Regions from separate parts of the Rattus norvegicus genome. Here region 1 is linked to region 2. The links are chromatin contacts, called in public Hi-C maps. All regions are on one chromosome and are shown on one strand. Each heading gives the region's core, a stretch centred on a gene start, on an enhancer-like site or on the middle of the called end of the contact. The rest is flanking DNA. Distances are from core to core; before and after follow the strand shown.

Region 1 (4,060 bases), core at 929-3,428, 140 kb after region 2:
AGAGAGTTTGGAACACTCAGTTCTTATTGGGTTATCTCCATCAAATTCCTCCCCTCGGGGTTCAGGGAACCCTGTGAGAGTAGAGGCAGAAAGAGAATAAAAGCCAGAAGGGTCGGGGGACACCAATAAATCAAGGTCTTTTAAACACGTCAGGACCAACTCACAGAGACTGAGGCAGCATGCACAGCCCCTCCAGGTCTGCATTAGATGGAGTCCTAGAGCTGAAAAGAGAAGTAAACTCATGCCCCATCCCTAGCCCTGACAATCTCTCTGACTGATAACCACTTGTCAAGGAGAATTTAGTTTTTCTCTTGGGGAGGCTCCCTCCGGAAACAAGCTACTCTTAAGGGAAGTTCGACAGTAAATGAGCTCAAGTGTACAGCATTGATGTTTCCAATTCTCATAATGCCATATGGAGGGTTTTTCTTATTTCAGTTTTTTACCCTACAGGTCTTTTGCACGTATGTTTTGGCTTCCTGCTGTATGTTTTAATGGAATTACTGAATGTGCAAACAAGTGGGTTTCTTCATCTCTCTCTTTCTTGTACTTTCTCTTGGACCTTTTTCCTTCTGCCTGTTTGTTTTGTCCTATTCTAATTCGTTTGATTTTGTCTTATGTTATTATATTACTTTATTATTATCCCTTAGAAGCCTATTTGTTTCCTAACTAGAGACAAGAAGGGAGTGCAGGTGAGTGGGGAGGGGGGAGAGGAGGAGAAAGAGGGGAAGTCAGAACCAGAATATACTGTATGAAAACAATTTATTTTCAATAAAAGAAAAAATATTTGTGGTGGTTTGAGTGCAAAGAATATTGACTTGCAGCCAGAGAAATAGCTCCCAATAAACTAACAGAGTAACCTTCAATTACATACATCCAAGACACTTTTCTCACAGAAGTCTGTCTTTGAAGCTAAACATGGAGGCCATTAAAAAGTGGATGAGTCTTTGATGCTTGGGCTAAACAAAGCCCTCAGGAATCATTAGAGTGTGTCTGCCACATATCCAGATTCAAGATTCCTTTTTTTTTTTTTTTTTTTTTTTTTTGAGACAAGGTCTCTCTATAGTGCCCAGGCTGTCCTTGAACTCATGATCCTCCTGCCTCAGCCTCCCGAGTGCTGAGATCCTGGATGTCCAGACTAAGAAACTTTTCACGATTACAGTTACACAGTGTAATTGCAGTTTATAATTATGTATCTGATGGTGGAGAGAATAAAGAAGGGACGTTTGTTACCCTTCGAATCATGTGACGTACAATTAACTGTACAGCATTCTATTAGGGCTCTTAAAACGATCACAACTACAGATCATCTGCTAAGGTTTTATACTGAATTTTTAAGCATTTGGAAGTTAAGCCTTTCTTCTATTAGCCTAAAAATATTCATGGGAAGCAGGGAATAACTCCAAGATTGTGGCAATGTCATGAATTATACATGCACCTATATCCTAAAACGCTAGTTCTTCTTACCTCATAACTGTGCAATGCCACTAGAGTGCTCTCTTTTCGAGCTGAAAGCCAGTTGCTCTAAGCTCCGTAAAGAATGTGTGACACCTGCCTTCTCCTGTAATGAAGTCTCAGACCTCGAGTTCCTCCTCTGATTTATCCTGTGCCACATAAGTACTTTCGGCCAACACTGTGAAAAAGTGATCCTAGTGCTATATATTTTTTTTATTATCTGGTCAGGCTATCTACATACCATAATTCTCATTTGGAATTTTTTTTCATATTCTCTCTGGTTTATGGTGCCAAATGAATTTTAGATTTGTTTTGAAAGCCATAGATATTTTAACTCCCGTTATGTTTCACGAGGAAAGGGGGCCTTAAATCATTCCGGCTGAATTTATCTAACCTCACCTTGGACAGAGTTATTTTCACAGACGCTTCATGGTCTACGTCACTCAGGCGGAGAGCCCTCCATTTTTTTAATGCTTGGGTACAGAGAATACAGCAGCAAGCCAGACATCCCTACCTAGTCAGCAGGTCTACGAACCTGTCCCTCATCACTGTAAACTTCATCGTGAGAGGGAGCCACAACAAGGGAAGGGACAGGGACGAGGTGTGGTTCACACGTGAAGTGTCTCCCCTGAGGCTCATCTGTTTAAACACTCAGATCCCAGCCAGTGGCGCTGTTTGGCATTGCTGTGCCTTTAAGAGGTAGAACTTTACTGGAGGAAGTGAGTCACCAGGGTAGGCTCTGAGCTTCTGTAACCAGCCTACTTCCTGTCTGTTTGCTTGTTGAGTGCCCCCTCCTGCCACCATGCCTGCCTGCCTCCTTAAATTGTGAGCCCAAATCAAGTCTCCCTTATATTACTTTCATCAGCTATGCTGTCGGAGCAAGCAACAAGAAAAGCAACACTGGGAGGGGGAGGACCCAGGGAAGGAGGGGTAGAAGGGAAGGGCAGAGGAAAAGGGAAGAGAAAGTTAAGGGGAGGAGGGGGAGCTGGGAGCACAGCAGAAGTACCTGCTTTTCTATACTGTAAGAGCAAAGGCTTACAGTGTCCTCTTAAATCGCCTACAAATTTTCCTCTCATGGGGAGGTTGCTGAGTGAGAAGGCTTAGGTGTCTGCCACCAAGCCTGACAATCAGTCCCTAAGGCCTACCGGGTTAAAGGAAGGGAGTGACTGTCCCAGGAGGGAAGTGGCAGCCCGCCCAGGATTCCTCTGATCGTGTGTGCTCCAGTGTACACTTGCTCACACACATACACACTGTTTTCAAAATGTTCCCCTTTCAGTTCAGACCTTAACATTTCCTCATTCACTGGTTTAGTGTTTGGGGGAGATTACCCTGGGTAAATATAATCCCACTTCTCTGATTCTATCTGGAGAATTAGAAGAGAACACAGTCCATCCCACCCACCCTCCACCCTGGCTGTGTAGCCATGCCTTACAGCTGTCCAGAGAAGAAGTTGTGGCCTCTTAGGACTTTAAAATGGGTTTGTCAACCTACATTCAGTTACCCAGATCCTGATGCTGCCTGTAACAAGATATTCCAATTTAGGAGCCCAATGGAAATGTGCTGGCCAAACCTACGGGGGCACCTGGACTTTGTTTTTCTATGGAAGAAGCTACAGGAATAAAGGGGGTAGACCATAGGGAAGAAAGTGACAGGGACCAGAGTAGTCCTGCTTATCGCAGTGGGACTATGACAACTGTGTGAACCCTGAGCCACTTCTCTCTGAAGAATTCCCCAAGATGCTGGAGCTGTGCAGAGCACATGGCTGGGCCCAGGGACGTATCATGGTGGTCCCAACTTCTAAAAGAAAACAGCTAAAGCCACATACTCCAGCTGCAGCACATTCAGACCAGGCGGGGCTAATACAGAGCAGGTTGAGGACGTGCAGGCAGACAGTACACCTGCGTAGATCTGCCTTCCTCAGGTCTGAACTAATTGTAGCCATCATTAGAGAAGTCTCCACCACATGTGACCTGCGCTGGGGCTATCTCCAGTTTACTGAAGGATACAAAGGGAATCAGAACAGTCAGCGATCTCCTCAGAGCCATAGACTTCCTCACGAAGTGTATGTGACACATGAAGGCCTTTGAATCTCAAGTGTTCTCCACAGGCTCATGTTTTGATAATTTTGCTCCCATTGGGGGGCACCACTGTGATAGAAGTAGCATAGTGAGTCATTGGTGGTGGGCCTCTGAAATGTATACCTGGCCCCTGTTTCCTGATGCCCTGTGTACCTGACTACCATGATGGGAACAGTCTCTCACACAGGTTCATGTTGCCATGACCTGAGCTACTCTGCAATGCTTTCCCTACCTGATGAACTAAAACCATCTGAAGCTATGAGCCAACGCAAATTGTCGCCCCCTTGTTTGTCAGACACTGTGTTCCCAGCGCCCCAAAAAGAACTGACACGTGTGGTTGTGACCCTGCAGAAGGAAATGGAAGGCCTGTCTCTTTAGCGTAGAGTCACTGTCTTCACTGTTGGCTTTCAGATTAGATCCCACCAGAAAGTCACCACCATGGGCTACATACAGACTGGCATCACCATTGGCTGGAATCAAGCTGTGGAATGATTCTCACTCAGGATCCACGTAAATGAGTAAGCAACACT
Region 2 (4,201 bases), core at 1,256-3,755:
GGTCCTCCCATCGTCCTCAAGGATGTAGCCCTCCCGACACTCACAGTGGTAGCTGCCCATGGTGTTGACGCAGGTATGTGCACACAGAGTGGTGTTGCCGGTGGCACACTCATCGATATCTGGTTTGAACCAAATGCATAGAATAATTTCAACACAGCATCCAACATTACCCTGGACCCTCTACTGGAACAAGAGAAACTTCTAGATCTGGACCAGAGAAGTGTGGATAAAGTCCAGTGCTGGGAATGTGAGCCGTACATGAAAACTTCCCTTCGGGCTATGTGACTGTCATTATAGACCTAGAGTGGTGGAGCTCCTGTCTGTCATGTGACTTGGTGTCTCCGAGACTCACTCACCTGCGGAGTATGCCAGCCCTAAGCATTCCCCAGGGTTCTGTGGAAGATGGACCAGCAACATGGCTGATTTCTCACAGGAAGCTTGGCGGCTGAGGTTTTAGTCCCCTCTTTGTAATGGGAAGTTCCAAACAGCGCGACGGTGACCCAGAGGTCACTTAGGAATGGCCTCTTCTCAGTTAAGAGTCATGACAGTAACTGGAAAAAGCTACTTCTAACAAAAGTAAATAGTCAGATGGGCCTCATGGAGAGAGGTTTCTCCAGGCAGTCACTGCTGCGTACTGACCCAAGCTGACCCCTGGTGAGTTGTGGAAACGAGCCATGAGATCATCAAACAAGGGACCACAATAGAGTCAGCATGGACTTTGTCCCTCAGTGGGGTGGGAACAAAAATGTTTCTCACCACAGTAAAAATGAGAATACTGTGCTCTGTTTCCTGACCACTGGGTGAAGACACCTGACCTGGTTAGTGTGGAGGAAAACTGACTTGACCTCACACTCCACACACGAGGGACGCAGAACCCAGCCCTGAGCTGCAGGCAGATGACAGCTTCCCAAATGCTCCCTAGTCAAGTTGCCAAAGACCTTACGCTGACAGGAGCTGAGGGGGCCAGGGAGAGCATGGCAATATGGGCGTTCCCCTGGCAGTACATACTGTCACCTAGAGGCTGGAGGTCCCAGCTGAAGCCACATGGACGCGTCCCTGGGACTCCCTATCCCTTTTACCTGTGGTTTTATGTTTCTGATGTATTTTGTTTTATTCTTTGGTATCAAGAACTCTCTATGTAAACCTGGTTGTCCTTGAACTCAATATGTAGACTAGGCTGGCCTTGAACTAGGGATCTGCCTGCCTGTGTCCCAAGTGTTGGATCGATTCTTGGCTTCTGATCTCTCATTCTTCTGTCTTACAGCATTCTAGGTTATGCAGGACATTGTCCCTCTTCTCCAGCTGTTCTCTCTCCCGTGTCCCTCTAGCTCTAACTCCCAGAGGCATCCTTGTAAACAATATGTTTTGATAAACATGCTAAAAGAAAGCCATTGGGTGACCCACAGGCTAAAACCAAACAACACTCCATCCCGCAAGTACAAGGACTTCAGGGGAAGAATCACACATTGGAGTGGCTCCTCTGAACTGGTCCTACAGCTGCCACAAATTCACCAAAAAGAAAAAAACAAACAAACAAACAAACAAACAAAAAAACAAACAACAACAACAAAAAAAAAACAAGAACTACCAGGACCCAGCATGTCCCTGGGAGCTGGAAACGCACTCATTTCCTACGCACCCAGGCAGTATGGCTTCTCCCGCTTTTGGTGCCTCTCTCGGTCATATCGGTATCCTGGATAGCACGTGCACAGCACACGGCCGAAGTTATCCGTGCATTGCTGTTCACAGGGAGCTTGGGCACAAATGTCATAATCTGGAAGAGAAGAGTGGATTCACATCAATCTCAGCGTGAGGTGGGTGACCGAGCTGTAGCCTGGAACAGACTTTTGAGGGCTGCTCTTTGGTACGGGTTAAAATGTGAGGTGTGACTGGTGCCACAACGGATGATTTAATGCACGGCCTCTCCCTGACTAACAGTGACTGTTACTAGAATTTTCTTTCCCAAGTCACCTCCTCAGCCTCCTGTTTTTATCCCTATCCAGAGTGTGGCCTGGTACCACAGCATCCGTGTGCTGCAGCATCCATGAGACCTGCTTTGTCTTTTCCTTCACATGTTACAGATCGTGTACTCCTTCCGGAAGAGTGTAAAGACAGGCCAGGGCTGGTGACGGTTGCTGTGAGAGGAAGGGCTTGGGGTCAGGCAGGCTCTGAGAAGTAGCACGGATACTTCTGAGCTGTGGAGACTTCTCAGAGCCTGTGTTTGAACAAGCAAGTGTTACAGGGTACTCCCAGGAGGGTTGGTCCTGCACTCTGAGAAAAGGACTTGGACACATTTGAGTGGCTATAAATGTCTTACCAGCCTGCAGCCTGTGTAAATTCGAGTAGTTCTCTATTACCCAAGGAACTAGGGTATATGCTCCTCTGGGAACTGATGAACTGGTGTTTAATGCATCTCTTGAAGGGCCTTTGGCTCTAAGTCAGTAGCTCGGGCTCAGCATTTGCTCCCAGCCAAGACTCAGTATCTCATTAATCACCTCTGCTCGCCTCATGTGCTGACAGATGCAGTCTCCTTGGATACAGAGAGAGCCTGGCTCTGCTCTACTCAGCTCTGCTCTGGTATATATGAAGCCAAACAGGTGGGCTTGTCATCTCTTGATATAGGCTGAGTTAGCGTGACACGTCAGTCTCATGGTGACCTCAAGTTGCCCTTTCTGAGCATTCCTTCCCACAGGTGAAAGTCCAGGTCTGCTCTGCCCGCATAGAGAATGGCTGGCCTTGCAAACTGTGGTTATATAGAATTTTCTCAATGAAATTCTAGGTTCCTTTGGCTTGAGAGCAAGGTCTCAGGATGGCTGGTGAGTCATCCTTTCCAACCAGTGGTTACCGTCATTGGGTAGCAACCACAGAGAGGAGGAAAGACAAGATGGCCTGCCTGAAGAACTAGTGCCAACTGTGGTACCCAGCAAGGCTTGCTGTGAGAAGCAACTGTGCCAGTGCCCCCTTCTATTCCTGCTTCCCCAGGGTGTCACTTCTGCCCTCATCCAGTGAGTCATACTTCTCACATTCACCTCTGCACCTGCAATGGCCAGCTCACATCTTTCCTTAAAGCACTCCCTGTTGATTTCCAGTCACGCAAGAGGTGTGTTTAGCTTCTTTATCATCTCCGTGCACTCCTTGAACAACACACTTCTCACTCTCTCCATCTTGTCAGCGATTTCTTAGGAATCTTAGTTGAATGAGATGTTCCTGTTTGTAAAACACTGGCGATCTGAAAGCTGTTCTCTGCTGAGTTTAGGCATAAACTCTGACTGTTTATCTTTTGGGGACCCTGTTTTACTCCCCCGGAATTAAGATAGCCCTAGATAACTCTGTTTTTGGGTTTTCCAGAACTAAGATAACCCTATGTTTCTGGGTTGCTATTGGTTTCAAACCTGTGTCACCTTCTTTTATCTGGGCTATGTTTTATCTTGGGTCTGTGGACATTTTTATTTCGGTAGTCAGCAGCAACAGCCATCCCCCAAAGTATGGGTTCAAGATCCATGGGTCACGTTCTCTGAGTTCAGAGCAACAGTCCTTGCTGTCTAGTGCCCCAGAGGTCTAGGATCCATCCAGAGATACTGTCTTAGTCATGGCTACTATTGATGTCATGTAATACCATGTAATACTCCCAAATATTTGCCCGAGATTAAGTCACTAGATCTCAAATGAACAGAGACCCAGGCTTGGTGTTTGAACGGGCAAGGCTTGAACATGAGTTGAATGCCCCTGTTTTAAGTTCTGGGCTTTTGCTGTCATCTGACTGTTTTGGAAGCCGGTGCTTCACCTTCTCAGAACTATCTCGGCCTCATGTCAGGGTCAGTGTTCTGTCTGTCTGATACAGAACAAGATCTGGGAGGGCAACCTCTTTAACAGTTAGCTAATTCGTTTCTTTCTGTTTTTGTGTTTTCATGTACATGTGAGTGGGGGTCAGTGGTCAATGTTGGATGTTTTTCTTGGGCGTGCTCTCCCTCACTTATTGAAAGAGGGTCTCTCACTGAAACTGGAGGCTCCCCAAATCTGGAAGACTTGCTGTTCAATGAGTCCCAGGATTCCATTTACCTCTGTCTCTAAAAATTCTGCAGTTACACATAGATCCCTGGGCATTTTAATGTGAGCACTGGGAATCCGAACACAGGTTCTTGTGGTTGTACCGTATGTATGTCATCAACCGAGTTCCCCTTGGCCCCTTCTGTTTTGCTTA

The links. A called contact is a pair of places that touch in the nucleus more often than the background predicts.
Region 1: a contact with region 2 is called in a Hi-C map of the A7r5 cell line, with 3 times the contacts expected there. The contact joins two enhancer-like sites. A contact is called at or near these places in 6 of 12 Hi-C or Micro-C datasets (the A7r5 cell line, the Rat2 cell line, Schwann cells and 3 more).

What each region holds. Positions count from the first base shown.
Region 1 is chr18:62,016,558-62,020,617 of GRCr8, forward strand. All of the region lies in intron 2 of Ccbe1 (collagen and calcium binding EGF domains 1), which reads right to left. Among named protein-coding and RNA genes, the nearest start is that of Ccbe1, 75 kb to the right of the region's middle. Within about 2 kb of position 2,179, at least 39 of the 93 cell types and tissues checked have an H3K27ac peak or open chromatin away from gene starts, as enhancers often do. A contact at or near this core is called in the A7r5 cell line, where this site is marked.
Region 2 is chr18:61,875,271-61,879,471 of GRCr8, forward strand. It overlaps Ccbe1 (collagen and calcium binding EGF domains 1), which reads right to left. Exons shown (of 11, transcript XM_017601124.3): 4 at 1,640-1,774; 5 at 1-119. Among named protein-coding and RNA genes, the nearest start is that of Lman1, 77 kb to the left of the region's middle. Within about 2 kb of position 2,506, at least 7 of the 93 cell types and tissues checked have an H3K27ac peak or open chromatin away from gene starts, as enhancers often do. A contact at or near this core is called in the A7r5 cell line, where this site is marked.